Linked DNA regions of Mus musculus: regions 2, 3, 4 and 5 are each linked to region 1. The links are chromatin contacts, called in public HiChIP or PLAC-seq and promoter capture Hi-C maps. All regions are on one chromosome and are shown on one strand. The core of a region is the stretch at or near the end of the contact, and the rest is flanking DNA. Distances in the headings are between cores, read along the strand shown. Region 1 holds the start of Ccdc74a (coiled-coil domain containing 74A). Region 2 holds the start of Dgcr2 (DiGeorge syndrome critical region gene 2). Region 3 holds the start of Crkl (v-crk avian sarcoma virus CT10 oncogene homolog-like). Region 4 holds the start of B830017H08Rik (RIKEN cDNA B830017H08 gene). Region 5 holds the start of Scarf2 (scavenger receptor class F, member 2).

Region 1 (2,876 bases), core at 114-2,613:
CAGCCACCTCATTGTCCCTACTGCACACACGTCATGCCTTTGGTGTTGAGAGCAAACAAGCAAGCTGTGGCTGGGGAAAGGGCCACCTGTCCAAGTGCCCAGAACTGGTCTCCTCTGGGTTAGCATGCAGGGCTCCCTGCTGCCAGATAGGCTTGAGTGATAACTCCCTGCAAGTCCTACCTTTTTTCTGAGGCTTCTCATTCATGATTAGCTTGTAGTGGAGATCTGAAAGCAAACAAATACTCCTTATCACACTTAAAATCTACAGCCACTGGGAGCACAAATGTGGCCTGCTCTTTGGGTCCCACCAGCTTTTTCCACCAACCCTTTACCTCAGGCATCTCAGACCAGAAATGCCTCTAGCTGATCCCTGTCATCCCCAACACCTGCAAGGTGCCCATCCACTAGGCCAGGCAGGGGCAGGGCTGCAGGGCTGCTGAAGTGAGACAGGATGGCTGGCTAGCCTTCCAGGAGCCCCTGGCAATGGTAAGGTAAGTGGGGTGTGGCATGGGGCTGGTCAGTCAGACATGGGGTGAGTCTCAAGCAGAGCCCTAATGTAATAAGATGCCCAGGTAAAGACAACACCAGAAAGAGGGAGAAACCCGAGGCACAGGGCATGGAGTGGGGGGAAGCAGAGGAACCCTAGCTGAGCTGTAGACAGTGAAAAGCAGTTATGTCACAGGGTGGCCTGAAGTTCTGAGTAGGCCAAGCCTTGGGGGTGGGGGTCGGGGGTGGGGTGGAGCAGCATCCTGGCAATCCCTGCCCAAAATCTGGATGTGCTTAGTTGGTGACCCATTTACTGGAATTTGCTGTGTGCTGTTTAACTTCGGCAACAGTTTTAAATAATGAGCCGGACTACACCCTGCCCTGCACAGAGTGCACAGGAGGGTCAGCGTTCATTTGGGCTGGTGGGCACAGGAGGACTGAGCCTATCGGCAGGCCCTACCGAAGAGAAGCCTCCCGCATCCTTCCCCGCACCCGGAGACTGTTAAGAGTTGATGGCCGTGACCTTCAGGTTGTAAATGCTGGGCCAGCACCCAGAGGCTCACCCTTATTCTCCCGCTTCAGGTGCTCGATCTCCTCGTGGAGTTTGACTAGCGTCTCCGAGTGCTGCTGCTGTAGGAACTGCAGGCTCTTTTCCAGGTCCAGGATCCGCTTCTGTGCTTCGCTGAACCCGAGCGGAGGCGGCTGCGTCCCCGCGTGCTGCAGGCCGGCGGGAGGGCGCGGGCGTAGGCGGGCCGCGCCCCGGGAGCCTGGGGCCGCGGAGCTGAGGGGCCGAGCCCCGGCCGCCAGCCCGGCCCCGCTCATGAAGGCGTCGCCGCCGCTCAGTACTGGCTGCTGGAGCCTGGCACTCGGTCGCCTTGGGAACCGGCGCGCCGGAGAGGGCGGGGCGCGCCGCGGGGCGGGGCCTGCGGCCGCGTTCCGCAAAAACCAAGGCGCCAGACTCTTGAACTGGTCCGGAACAGTAGTTCTTATGAGTGCTGTGTGCGGTGCGTGTGCCTGTGGAGACCAGCACTCGACGTCCGGTCTCATTCCCCACCTCATAGATTTTGAGAAGAGGTCTGTCTCGTCTTGTGACTAGCTGGGCTGGCCCGTGAACCCCAGGATCTTCCCATTTCCCCGGCTTCCAGCGCTTAAGATCCCGGGTGTGCGCCTTCCCTCCCCACTTCTCATGTGGGTGCTAGGGACCCGAATTTAGACCCGAATTTCTCCTGCTTGGGCAGAAACCACTATACCTTCTGAGCCATCACCCTAGCCCCGCTTGTACTTTTGAACCAGGGTCTCACTCTGTAGTGCAAACTAGCTTGGAATTCATTGTGTAAAACCGGGATTATAGATGTATGCCAAAGCACTGGCTTTTTTGTTTTTGTTTTTCGAGACAGGGTTTCTCTGTATAGCCCTGGCTGTCCTGGAACTCACTTTGTAGACCAGGTTGGCCTCGAACTCAGAAATCCGCCTGCCTCTGCCTCCCCAGTGCTGGGATTAAAGGCGTGCGCCACCACCGCCCGTCGCACTGGCTTTTAAAGTGGGTCTTAGTCTTTCATTTTAATAGCTCACATTTTTGGATACATAGTAATAGTTTCACAAATCTTCCAACACTCACTGAATCTTTGTGTATAAATAGAGCTGTCTGAACCAACACAAGAGAACCGGCCAGCCCACTTCTTTAATTCCAGCAAATGGGAGACAGAGGCAGGTGGATCTTCCAGAGTTCCGAAGTCTGCCATAGTGAGTTCCCGGAACAGTCAGAGCTACACAGTGAGAACCTGTCTTCAAGAAAACAAAAGTCCAGTGCTTGCCTTTACCTAGAGAACCCAGCCAGCAGGATCAAAAACAAGAAAGTCCTGGCTTTCTAGACTTTAGTTTTTTTTTTTTTTTCATTTATGCGTACCCGTATGAGTATATTCTGTGGGTGTGCATGTGTGAGCATTGAGCCCCGGAGCTGGAATTACAGGCAGCCTTGGGTGTCTGCTGGAAACCAAACTCAGGTTTTCTGGAAGAGCAGGAAGCTCTCTTTCTTAACTGCTGGCTCATCTCTTATCCACGTGAAAACTAGGCCACTTACTTTTTATGACATGGTAGATTTGTTTGTTTGAGACATAGTTTAGCTACATAGGCCAGGCTGACTTCAAACTCAGAGATCTGCCTCTGCCTCCTTTCTGAATCCTAAGATTAATGCCTGGTTTGGAAACTTAATTTCTAAGAGAAGGCTATGCAAAAGTCACCTCCCAATGGGTCAGTGTTTGACACTTGTCTACCATGTCCATGTCCCAGAGGTCCATCCTTTGCACAGCAAAAAGCCCGATCTACATAGAGTTCCAGGTCAGCAGAGCTACATAGTGAAATCCTGTCTTCAAAACAAACACACACAAATA
Region 2 (2,876 bases), core at 122-2,621, 250 kb before region 1:
GGCTTCACCTTTTAAAAGAGCACTTTTGAATGTGTTTTGGGCCCTGAGACAGACCTGGGCCGACTTCAGGTTCTTTATCTCCTGGCCCAGTGGTGGTAGTGGTGGTGGTGGGTTAAGGAGTTAACTCTGTGCTTTCATTGTACCGCTCAGCCAGACTTCTCACTTCCTGTCCTGCTCTTTTCTCTTCCAAACCTTTCCTGGACTCTTAACGGCGGCTCTGCAGGTGGACAGTTGGCAGGAAGACTGCACTTGGCTGAGTTCCCTCCAAAGGACCTGCCCAACTCAGAGCTCTGGCTGAGCTCCCAGGGCAGATTTGCAGTGGGGGTGGGTATGGGGGCAGAAGGCTAGGCCTGGATCTTGTACTCAGTGCTGGGAATGTGCCATAAAACTATCTGAGTGCCCAGAGCAGCACTGGACAGGTACCCTTGCTTCTGCCAGCAAGGAACCCCCCATCTGTTGTGACAAGTCCTATGTCCAACATCTTGGGCCAAGACCTGGTAAAGTTGGAATGTCTGACGACTTGACCTTGACTTTACCTACCTATAACAAGTTAGCATCTTTCACTCATGGCTCCATGTATCTATCGTAGGTTGAAATCCTGGGACTTTGGTGGAGGGGCAATAAGAGTGAGTCAGATATGCTGGAGGTGACTGGCCTTCCCCACTTTTCACTTCCTTCCCCTGAACAGATTGGTTTTTCATTTGCTGTCTCTCCTTCCACGTTCATGCTGTTCATGAAGGCAGGTGTGAGTTTAGCATGTGGAGCCTTGTTCCCAGGCTTTAGCCCTGTCTCTGCCTGGGCTTTTTTTCTCCATTGTATAGGCAGCTCCTTCCCCAGATCTGGTCCAGAGACTCTGGGCTTCTCTGTTAGATTCTGACATCCATTAAGCCATTTCCTCCTCTGTTGATATTCTTTGTGCCATTCCCTGATCCACAGAGACTGCTGGTCCTTTATTTTCACTAGAGCTCTTCACTTTCTTCACAGCCGTTCGGCGTTTAGAAGACCACTTTAGGGAATATGTTGGCACTGGGACAGACCTGGGCCTCCAGGAGTAAAGATCGTTCAGGTCCAGCTATACCTCCTCAATTCACTAATCCCGGATTCCCCACTCCTACCCACCCCAGACCCTGGCGCCAGCACTGTCAGTCCTTGTGACCCTACCAGCACTAGGGACCCCTTTTGGTACCTCGCTGCCAAGGCTGCGTCCCACCTCTCGGTTCAGCCAATGGCACGCCTCATTTCCTGCTAGCCCCGCCCTTGGCCCCGCCCACTCGCTCATTCCCTAGGCCTCTCGTGCTCATGCCCCGCCCCGCGTCTGGAGCTCGGGTCCTACCTCCCTCCGCCACCCCACCCCCCGCCCAGCTCGGCGTTCATTGGTTAGTGCGGGCCGGAGGCGGGGTGGCGCGGGCCGGAGCAGGACGGCCGCCATCTTGCGCGAGCCGGAATCTCATCCCGCTCCTGCGGCCTAGAGTGCGCGCGAGTCGGTGGCGTTCTCTTGCCGCGGCCCAGCTGGATCCCTCGCCTGCCGCCCCTCAGCCCCAGGTCGGAGTCCGGCCTTCACCCACTCCTCTCGGCCAGGTCCGGCCTCCCCGCGGGGTCACGCGGCTGCCCCGGGGACGATGAACGGAGGATAAATGGTGCCCAAGGCAGACAGCGGTGCCTTCCTGCTGCTCTTCCTGCTGGTTCTCACTGTCACCGAGCCGCTGCGGCCAGGTGCGCGGTGCTGAGGGTGGGGGCGCGGTCGGGGGTGGGGCTGCGGACGTCCGTTCCCCCGCGGCTGCTGGGGGCTACTGCTCCTCGGCCCGGCACAGGCGAGGCCTGGCCGCGGGCCTCTGGGCGTCCCCTGCCCTGGCACAAATTGGAGTGTACCAGGGTTCGGAGCCTCGAGGATGTTGCCTTTAGACCCAGGTCCACCGAGCGCCGCGTGCTCTGGGACCCACTGGCCAGGAGCTGCGTCTCGGGCGCACCCTTCTGCTTGGCTGAGTGGAAGTCTTGGAAGCAGCTTGTGGAGGCACCTGGTGCCCCAAGTGTCCGCCCAATTGTGGCCTAGTGCCAGCGTTTCAGCCCTGGACAGCGATGTCTGGTTGCTCATTGCCACTTAGTGAAACGCTTTATCACAGAAGTCCAGCCCTGCCCAAAGGAGGTACTGGGAGTAAACTGAGTACCAGGTGCAGGGGAGAGTCCTTTCAGCGGTGCCTGGCACTTAGTGCTTTGTGTGGTGTGATTAACTACTTTTGATACTCCCTTGGAGTTTTGTGTGGTGGGGAACCTCAGGTCCCTTTTCTGCTTATTTCAGATACTTCTGAACTGTGCCCCCCCCCCTGCAAAAAAAAACCTTCACTGCACCCTACTTCCGCAACAAAGCCAGGTCAATTTATCCATCAGGCACAGGAATACCAGTACAGCCTCACTGTCCCTTTAGGGATCCCAGCAGGGATGTCTTGTCTGTGAACTTTCAGAGACTCCTCTGTACTAGGGCGGTGGTAAGTAGAGCTCTTAATGCTTTTAGCAGAGGAAGGTTCCCATGAAGGAATGCCCCAGGCAAGTCTTCTATGGGTGACATCATGACTGGGTGTCAGAACAGGTGGGTGCACCCTCAGCAGTGTCCTATCTCAGCTCCCATCCTGCAACATATTTCAATGCTTGGCTTTGTGCTTTTGTCCCATGTGGAAATGTCTGCCAGAGCCTCAGTGACCAAGCCCAAGACAACACTCAACTGAACAGAGCGTTTCCCTGGGCTCCAGGAAGGGAAAAGCCAGCTGCTCTGCATAGTGAACTGACTGGTTGTAAAGTAGCCCGCTAGGAACCCTTGTGGATATGATTCTCTTGTCAGGCTAAAGGGTTTGTGGGTTCTTACCTTTTACATATTGGTAAAC
Region 3 (2,876 bases), core at 265-2,764, 190 kb after region 1:
GTGTGTATCTATCTCAGCTAGCTCTACTTAGGGGTCTTTAAAGCATATGTTAAACCACTAGACTTAATTACAAAAAAAAAAAAAACTAAAATTGAATTAATGTAGAATTTAGGTAAATACACTTCCCACCCCTGAGGAAGGAACGGTGAGGATACAAATTTCTTCAAATATAATCCCACTGTCTTCTCTTGGTAATCCCAGTTTTAAAAATGAGTGCTAGAGAATCAGATTCTGAGATTTCTACACTTTCGATCCATTTTAAGGATTATTCCAAAGGCCGAAGGCCACTTTGTAACCTAAAGTTAGTTGAAAAATGCAGGAGTTACAAAAACCTTAAATGGTGTACAAGAATTTCGAGAAAGGAGGAGTCATGGCTATCTTCAGAATCTCAAGGAAGTCTATATTTTTAGCGTCGTTAATAAGCATTCTGCATTAGTATTACAGTCAAGTAAAGTGGCAAAACTGTGTATATATGTGGGGGGTTAGGGGTGCATTTAAACAATGCAAGCAGCACTGCTAAATGTCTAAATAAAATGCATCCTTTCATCCAATGACCCAGATCCTGATATTGGCCTTATAATCCGAATGTCTTCTGATTTAGAATGAGGAAAAGGAGTTCTATCCCCTACCCTACCCCCAAAATTTAATCTTTGACCGACCCTTCGCATCCGGTCAAGTTCTGAACCGGAGAAGGGCAGGAGCTCGCGTACCTGGGCGCCGGTTCGATTAAGGTGGTAGTGTCCAGGTAGTGGATCTTGTAGAACTCTAACAAGGCCGGCAAATGGTCAAACTCCTGGTCCCCGATCTTAAAGCGGCGGTTGGGCAGGGAGTTGATGATGTAGTGCGAGACACGCGAGTTCTCGGACACGGACAGTACATAGTCCCCGGGGCAGGTAGATGAGTCCCGGACTAGGAACATGCCATGGCGCTGGCCTTGGAGACGAGTCTGCGCCTCCTGGCGAGTCACTGGCCCCATGTACCAGGCAGAGCGGTCTGAAGAATCAAACCTGGCGGAGGACATGGTGTTGGGCTCGGGGATGGGCGGCGTCTGCGGCTCTCTTGCTTGGGAAGCCTTTACCCGCTGTCGGCTTTGGGGTCGAGGAAGGGCCTCTCAGAACACTTCGAGGAACAATCAGAGGGCTTGGTCAGGACGTTCCTCTAGGCTCCGGGCCCCGCAGCATCCTCCGCCACCGCCCTCCTGCACCGGGCCGCCTCACGGAGAGCCGGTCCGGGAACACTGGGCAAAGCCCCGGGGTCGAGGTGGGCGAAGCTGAGCAGTAGCGGAGGCCGCCTCGGGCTTCTCAGCTGGCCGGAGTACAGGGGAGGCTCCAGTGACTTCTGTCCTGGAACCCGCCGCCGGCTCCACAGCCTCAAGAGCCTGCACCGATCCCCGCGGTCACACGAAGCACCGCACTCCAACAAGAGTCGCGCCTCCCGAGCAGTCTTACCCAGCCCGCTCCCAATAGCCACAGCAACAAAATGGCGGACGCGGGAGAAGCAGCCGGGCACCTCCCCCTTGGTCCAGCGCATTCAATCTGCGCACGCGCGGAGCTGGGCTCTACCCCCTCCACCGCGGAGGCCCTTCCTTTGACGTCACTGGGCGCTGCCAATCAGGAGTGCGTTCGCGAGGGTCCCAGCGTGAGCCACTCGCGCGGGCTCCCGCGTTCCGGGAGGAGGCAGAGGGTCAGGCCCTTCCTGGACCGCAAAGCAGCCGCCGAGAAGCTGCTGCTGTCAGGCTTCCCGGGCTTGGCAGGAAAACAGCTGGAGCCGAGAGGGAACAGCGTTTTGAAAACCTGTTTCTGTGAACAAAGCGTAGAGTGGTTGCTGAGTGTCCGGCCAAGAAGGCGTGGCCGTCAGATGATTGCGAGCCAGAAGGCCCTGGTAAATCAGGTGGCTCAGGAAGGGCATGACCTAGGGAGTGAGGTGACCATCAAATAGGTTACTGAATAACCTATCAAATAACGCCTGCCCTAGGTGATCCTCCTTGGTACACGTGGAATGATGGTGAAGATCAGTTTGACTAATACTTTACGAGGAGGACAGTGTGTTGGTGAGGATGACTGGACACTACCGGCTGTAAAGTGTAACAAGTGAAATGCAACACCTGTGTCTGGCCTGAAGCCTGTTGCTCTGCAACAGTTCATTTCCTGCCATTCCACGTTGCTCAGTTTCAGCTCTGCCTCCCTTGACATATTTCTCCCTCCAACCCGACTAGTACCTATTTATTTAATTATTTGTTTGGTTTTTTAGAGACGGGGTTTCTCTGTGTAGTCCTGGCTGTCCTGGAACTCACTTTGTAGACCAGGCTAGCCTCGAACTCAGAAATCCGCCTGCCTCTGCCTCCCAAGTGCTGGGATTAAAGGCATGCGCCACCACTGCCCGGCCTATCTATCTATCTATCTATCTATCTATCTATCTATCTATCAAGATAGGAATTCTCTGTGTGGCCCTGGCTGTCCTGGAACTAACTCTGACCACCAACAGGCTAGGATGAAATTTTAATACCACAGAATACTGTCTTATTTACCTATATTTTGCCTGCCTTAAATCCACATCTAGTCTTGAATGATCAGAAATTTGTTAAATGAATGACTATTGTGAAAAATCACCACAAAAACAGATGCTGGATTATTGGTCATAGCATTCCCAAATTAGATAAACAGGAAGGCATGTCCCAAGCCAGTGGTGGTGACACATACCAATAATCCCATCACTAGGAGATGGAGGCAGGAGGATCATGAGTTCAAGGCAGCTGAGCTCTATGAAACCCAACAAAAATGGGGAGGAAGTTAGGGGAGGGAGAAATCTCAAAAGTGAGGAATACAGGAGAACTCCTACTTAGATCTCTATCACTAAAGTCTTGTTCTGGCCGTTTA
Region 4 (2,876 bases), core at 272-2,771, 190 kb before region 1:
TGTAGAGGGGTACATTGAAGTGGCACTGTCCTCAGCTACCTTAGGTTTCTAAAGTCCGTTATAGTTGACACTATTCTAGTGCTCTCTAGGACTTTAAGACAACGGCAAGCATTTGCCTCCAGGCTGCAGATCCCTTGGCTCCGGCCAGCTGCTCCTCTCAGGCAGTGCCACTCTGGTTCAGATTCTTCCCCAGCTCCAAGGCCAAGAGGGGGCTGGCTCTACAGCCCAGAGTCAGTCCTGGGCGGCCATCAACCACATCGCAAAACCATCTACATAGCCTCTGCCGCCCATCCTCTAAATAATGGAATGTCGGCTGGCGGCATCTGAGGAATCTGTAGAAGCACCGCACATCGTCCGATTTGCCTCCAGTCCCTCAGTCTCCGCCGCTTTGCGCAGCCGCTGGAGGCACTGGAGTTTTCTTGTGGTTCTTGCGGGCCATGGCTCGGTTCGCCAGGCTGTCCGCGGGGGTGTCCGGTCCGTTCTCCGCTGCCCTGGAGGACGAAACCAACGCGTTCACCGTGCCGAGCGCCCGTAGCAAGGCGGGGCCCCGGGGCTCCCGGCGGGCGGGTGGCGGCGGCAGCGGCTGCTGCTGCTGCGGCGGCGGCAGCAGGGCGCGCAGGGCATCCAGCTCGCTCCGCAGCTCCGCACGCAGCGCCTCGAGCCCCGCGCCCAGCTCGGCGCGCACGGCCGCCAGCCCCTCCTGCAGCCGCCGCTCGCTCACCTCCAGGACGCCCGCGGGATAGGTGGCGCCGCCGCGCGGCTCCCCGCACACCGAGCACACCGAGCCGCCGCTGCGCGCGTCGCTCCTCTCGCCGGCCTCCGCCGCCCCGGCTCGCGCGCCCGCGCGCTCCACCACCCGCAGCAGTCGCGGCGCCTCGGCTCGCGCCGCCGCCTCGACCCGCAGCTGGCCACGCAGGCGAGCCAGGCGGCCCGGGGCGCGGGCATCTTCGGGAACCGGCCCGTTGGGCTGCGAGCTCGGGTCTAGCCGGCGGCCCACGCCCCTCCTCAGCGCCTCTCTAACGCCGTACGCGCCGCGCGCCTGAGTCCACGAGCGCCCGGGCTCTGCCGCCATGCGCTGCCGTCTGCACCGCTCTCTGCCAGCCCCGCTGAGAGGGCCAGGGCCCCAGCCTGCAGCCTAGCGACCGCGGGGCCCGCGGGAACGCGCCCTGGGACGTCTGTGGGAACGACCGGGCCTGGGGGAACCCCTGCAGGGCCAATTCCTGAGTGGCTGGGGCTCCGGGGAGGCCGCGGGTATGGGGGAGGGCTGTGCCCGTAGGCAGGGGTATTTGAAATTTGGCCTTAGGGACCATGTTGTCGGCTGGGGGCCCCCATATGAGACTTAGGTTGGCCTCTAGGCAGCAGCAATAGCACATGGCGCAACGGCTGCTAAAGCCAAGACACCGTAAAGCCAGAAGCAAAGCCCCCCTTACCTTCCTTTCACGTTGTCCTGGCCACAGCAGCCTATGCCATTCTAGCCGCTCTGTCTCTTGTGTCTCCCACATAGCACACTCAGCCACGAGTGAGAATTCATCTTTCTCACTGGCATCTCCAGCTCCAAGCTTTCGCCCCTCTACCCTCCTTTCTAAGGGACTTAGAGACTGCTGAGCCCCAGCCCATCTCATGCCTATCCTGCTCATATCCTGTTTAACCTCTCTGACCACGCACCCTAGCCACCCTCTTCATCTTTACATACATAGGCTCCATGCCTCCCCTCTTCCGACAGTTTCTGCTTTTCCCACTGGGACCCTGAACTTTCCTTGTCCACCCAATCTCACAAGTAAAGGGAGCCTCAACCTCAAGTAACTTCACAACGTCTCTTAAATGGGGTCTCATGTAGCCAAAACTGCTCTCATACTCCTTATGTAGCCAGGACTGACTGAATTCCTCCTGCTCTGCCTCTTGAGTGCTGGGATTACAGGTGTCTGTTACCATGCCCAGTTAATGCAGTCAGACTGGAGATTAAACCCCGGAATTTCTTCCTTCCGAGGAAGCACTCCACCTATCCCAGCTAGCTCTGGTTTTTGTTTAGTTTGGGGGTGATTTTTTTTAGAATTTTTATTTTATGCAAATGAGTGTTTTGTGTGCATGTGTGTCATGTACCACTTGGTGCCTGAGCGGGTGGTGAGGCTCCATGTAAATGCTGGGACTCAAACCGAGGCCTTTCGAATGAGACTTTAACCATCAAGCCAATTCTCCAGTGCGTTTCTGTTTAGTTCTGAGACAAGGCCTTGCTATGTTGCCCAGACTGGTCTTGACCTCCTGCACTCAAATGATCCCTCCTGCTTCAGCCTCACCAGTAGCCAGGGTTGTAGGCTCTACCATTGCATCTGGCTTACAGTGATTTTTCAGTGACTCTGCCCTTCCACAGTGAGGTGCCTGAACCCATGGCTGGCTCTTCTGTGTTGTCTGGCACAAAGCTAGGTCCTTAGTGTTGCTAAATGTGCTGAAGGTTTGACGAAGGAATAATATGGAACATGGCCGTCCAGGGTTAAGCACTTGCACTCACCCTGCCGAGCCCCGTAAGGGCCCATGGCTACCCTAGCTAATCTTTCCTCCCCTGACTGTCTTTAGTACCCTTTCACTTTCTGGGGAGCCTGGTTCTTTCCCAGCCCATACATCCTGCGCTGTGCGTGCGCATGGTACAGTGGGTCCTGTGTCCCTCTAGAGGGCAGGATCTCCCCACCAAGCGTGAGCATGTTGTTCTCATCGTCCCTGGGGCGTTGTTAGCACTCTGGGTGCTCAGTGCCCTGGAACCTCCGAAGAAAATTGTAAGGAGGGAGGGCTCTGTGGGGATCCAGCAGTGCTGGGAGCCGAGGCTGGATCTGTGTGCCCAGGTGCAGAGGCTAGCCTCTGCATCCCTGTAACTGCATGTGTGC
Region 5 (2,876 bases), core at 179-2,678, 150 kb before region 1:
CCCCAGCCAGCCGGTCGGAGGAGGAGAAGGCCTGGTGCGGGCTGACCGCCCTCCCTAGGCACCGCCCCGCCTGCCTCAGCCGCTGCATTCCTGGGGCCGGGGAGGCCCGGGACGAGGCGGCGGCGGCGATGCGAAGCAGATGGCTAGTCAGGCGCCCCCCCCCCCCCCCGCCTCCGAGGCGGGGCTCGCGGCCGGGAGTGGTCTGTGTCCTCTCGACCCGATTTCGGAAACCGCGCGGTCAGCTAGCAGCCCTCGTCTACTTTGACCCTCCAAAACCCTAGCTGACGTTTCGCACCCCGGGGAGCCGTTTGACCCAGGGTGCCCCCCGGGACCCTAGCCTGGAGTCCCAAAACAGCCTCCCCAGCACTGGCAGAGGCGCCCCACCGTGGGTTCCTCGCCTCTGCAGAGATGCCTTGACTGCGTCGTGGCTCCGACGAGCAGACAGGTCCCTCGGCTTCTGCGCCTACTCAGCCGTCGTCGCTCTTCACCCTCCGCGCAAGCTCCGGGCTCCACTGCTTTCTGGCTGGGCCTGTCCCACACCGGCTTTCCTAGCAAGATCCTCTCAGAGACCCACCTCCGTACACCCAGTGGCCGCCCACAAGGAGCCAACAGGGGTTCCCACGTCCTCCCCATCGCGCGTCCATCATTGTCCTCAAGCACTCCGGTTTCTGGTCCACCGTGAGTGTAGCCTTGTCCGTGCTCACTTTCACCACCATCTTCCTCCCACCCCGCGCCCGCTCTACCAAGACAAATCTGTCCTTCCAAGTCTCGACTGTCCCAGTGCCCAGCTCGCCCAAGGTTGCTCCTTCGCCCTTCTAAACCCCTACTCCAGGCTCAAGCCACTGGCTCCTAAAGCCTATGCACATGCTGTCCCCTCCGAGTGTCCTTGCTTGGCTTAGGGAGTAGCTCCTTTCTCTTCTCCCCTGACATTTTGGACACCACATAGTACCCCTGGGGGCTCCCCACAGTACTCCATTACCCCTCAGGTGATTTCTGGTCCAGCCGGCCCTCGGATGCAGCCTAAGGGCCCAGGCTTGGCCTGGAACCGAGCCCAAGACGCGAGGCAGGCCCGAGGGGCTCGCGTGACCAGTTTAGGGAGGTCCTAGATGGCCCGGACTGAAATGGGGCGCCGCTACCCCCAGCCCGCTTCGCGCCCACGCCTCGGACAGGCCCAGTTCCTACCCGGGCGTGCGGCACACGTTGCGGCCTCGCGGGTTCAAGTCCTGGGGCGCCGCGAGACCGGGCAGCAGCCAGAGCAGCAGCAGCAGTCCCAGCCCTCGGGCTCCCTGGCGCCGCGCCGGCCCGGCCCCCCGGGACCCTGCGCCCTCCATGAGGCGCGGGGCAGGCGCGGGTGGGCGCGGGTGCGGCCGCGGCAAGGGCGGCCGGAAGCGGAGTGCGAGGCCGGGCGGGGGGCGGCAGGAGGGGCGCCGGGCCGGGCAGGAAATTCCACATCGGCTCCCTGATCCTGGGCCAGCGCGGCCGGCCAGGCGGCAGCGCCCGCCCCGCGCGCCAGACCCCACCCTCCGGTCGCGCCTCCGCCCCTTCTTTGCTCGGCCCCCGCCCCCACCTGGCCATGCACGAACTCGGGGGTGAACTTGGTGGAAGCCGGCGAAGCACTGCGGGAAGAAGGAGCTGCGGGATCCTGTGAAGGAGTCCTGGTCCGCGCCTTTTCTCCCCCTTGTCAGAAGCCCTGGAGCCGCCAGGCCCGGGAGCAAAGGGGTCCTGGAGAAGGCCCCGGTTCACACACTGGCCTTCGGCTGGAGCTAAGAACCCCTAGTTGTTCTATGGTGTGCCATTAGCATCTCTTGATCTCCTGCAGCATGCAAGATGTAGACAAAGACCTGTGGGAATGAACTGGAGACCTAGGGAAAGGAGCTCTCTGAGGAAAAAGCCTGGAACAGAAGGAAGCAGTGATGGTCTTTGATATAATGAGGAGGTAAAGACAGGGAAGGGGACACTGGAGATGAAAACTGAAACTCAGAAGTCCTCTCAAGGGGTAGGAAGGAACTGGGTGCCCAGGGCATGTATTCAGCTTGAGAAGGCTATTGGCTCCTAAGAAGGAGAAGTTCAGAGAGTGAAATCAAGGCTTAGAATGGAGACCCCCCTACTACATAAGGACAACCAGGGCCACTAAGTAGATTGCTCTGTCTCTACCATACCCACTTTTGTCTCCTGATCTCCTGAGCACCTCATTCCCTAAACAGCTGTCAAAGTGAGCCTTGTCATGTAAGCAGAACCAGAAGTCTTCGGAGTCAGAAAGCTTCCTTTACCAGGAACCTCTAGCCTGACCTTAGTATGACATCAGCAAGCCTGTCAAAGGAGCTGCAGAATCAGTGTCCATCCTAGGGACGACTTGGACTTGGCTAAAGATATCCTTCCTCCAAGTCTCTACACAAGCTTAAGGATAAGACCCCTGGGCCAGGAGGCAGCTTGGGCAGGGGCCCTCTGTTAACCCTTTACTGTTCTCACCAGTAAAGCTCTTCTCTCATCCCTGCCTTGAATCACTGGCTTCACCCAGGCAGAGCAGAACACAGTACTTATGGTTACCACAGCCTAGGTCAGACAGGAGATGGTTGGAGCTGCATGGGTCCAGAAAAGACAAAGCAGGAGAGACCCTGAGGCAGACTGCTCCAGACTGCAGGAGTTCACACACCTTTGTTGGCAGCCTGGTCCCACCAAGGTGTGTGTGCTTCTGACTTGAGGGAAAGGTTAGACAATATCTTCCTGGGCAGCCGGCAGAGGGCACCTTGCGTATGAGGGACAGGTGGTGTAGACAGGGAGCCTGAAGGACTGAGCCGGAACCAGAGCAGTGGACAGGCCCAAGGCCATAGATGTTAGCAGGCTGGCGGGGAGGGGAGGACCTCAGGCCTCTCCTC

What was found. Promoter capture Hi-C pulls out the DNA fragments that hold promoters and counts their contacts. HiChIP or PLAC-seq counts read pairs in DNA pulled down with a chosen protein or histone mark. Capture Hi-C pulls out chosen DNA fragments and counts their contacts.
Region 2: a contact with region 1 is called in an HNF4G HiChIP or PLAC-seq map of pancreatic cancer cells. The contact joins the promoter of Dgcr2 here to the promoter of Ccdc74a in region 1. A contact is called at or near these places in 1 of 484 Hi-C or Micro-C datasets (embryonic stem cells), 3 of 115 datasets of contacts at active chromatin or transcription factors (effector CD8 T cells, memory CD8 T cells and pancreatic cancer cells) and 4 of 9 other capture datasets (adipose tissue, embryonic stem cells, liver and 1 more).
Region 3: a contact with region 1 is called in a FOXA1 HiChIP or PLAC-seq map of pancreatic cancer cells. The contact joins the promoter of Crkl here to the promoter of Ccdc74a in region 1. A contact is called at or near these places in 1 of 39 promoter capture datasets (neural stem cells), 6 of 115 datasets of contacts at active chromatin or transcription factors (the SCID.adh cell line, effector CD8 T cells, embryonic stem cells and 2 more) and 3 of 9 other capture datasets (adipose tissue, liver and pancreatic islet).
Region 4: a promoter capture Hi-C map of liver shows a contact between it and region 1. The contact joins the promoter of B830017H08Rik here to the promoter of Ccdc74a in region 1. A contact is called at or near these places in 8 of 39 promoter capture datasets (the 3T3-L1 cell line, the HPC-7 cell line, embryonic stem cells and 2 more), 2 of 484 Hi-C or Micro-C datasets (embryonic fibroblasts and embryonic stem cells), 1 of 115 datasets of contacts at active chromatin or transcription factors (craniofacial prominence) and 5 of 9 other capture datasets (adipose tissue, embryonic stem cells, liver and 2 more).
Region 5: a promoter capture Hi-C map of liver shows a contact between it and region 1, with 3 times the contacts expected there. The contact joins the promoter of Scarf2 here to the promoter of Ccdc74a in region 1. A contact is called at or near these places in 3 of 39 promoter capture datasets (embryonic stem cells, hippocampal neurons and liver), 14 of 484 Hi-C or Micro-C datasets (Th1 cells, cardiomyocytes, cerebellar granule neurons and 10 more), 9 of 115 datasets of contacts at active chromatin or transcription factors (effector CD8 T cells, embryonic forebrain, embryonic hindbrain and 5 more) and 3 of 9 other capture datasets (adipose tissue, liver and pancreatic islet).

Annotation. Positions count from the first base shown.
Region 1 is chr16:17,644,957-17,647,832 of GRCm38.p6, reverse strand. Ccdc74a (coiled-coil domain containing 74A) reads right to left here and starts at 1,363. Exons shown (of 8, transcript NM_001166164.1): 1 at 1,050-1,363; 2 at 181-225. The coding sequence starts at 1,308.
Region 2 is chr16:17,890,223-17,893,098 of GRCm38.p6, reverse strand. It overlaps Dgcr2 (DiGeorge syndrome critical region gene 2), which reads left to right and starts at 1,371. Exons shown (of 10, transcript NM_010048.3): 1 at 1,371-1,713. The coding sequence starts at 1,635.
Region 3 is chr16:17,450,623-17,453,498 of GRCm38.p6, reverse strand. Crkl (v-crk avian sarcoma virus CT10 oncogene homolog-like) reads right to left here and starts at 1,514. Exons shown (of 3, transcript NM_007764.5): 1 at 711-1,514. The coding sequence starts at 1,021.
Region 4 is chr16:17,831,764-17,834,639 of GRCm38.p6, reverse strand. B830017H08Rik (RIKEN cDNA B830017H08 gene) reads right to left here and starts at 1,521. Exons shown (of 2, transcript NR_027959.1): 1 at 1,071-1,521; 2 at 1-288.
Region 5 is chr16:17,795,834-17,798,709 of GRCm38.p6, reverse strand. Scarf2 (scavenger receptor class F, member 2) reads right to left here and starts at 1,428. Exons shown (of 11, transcript NM_153790.3): 1 at 1,183-1,428. The coding sequence starts at 1,331.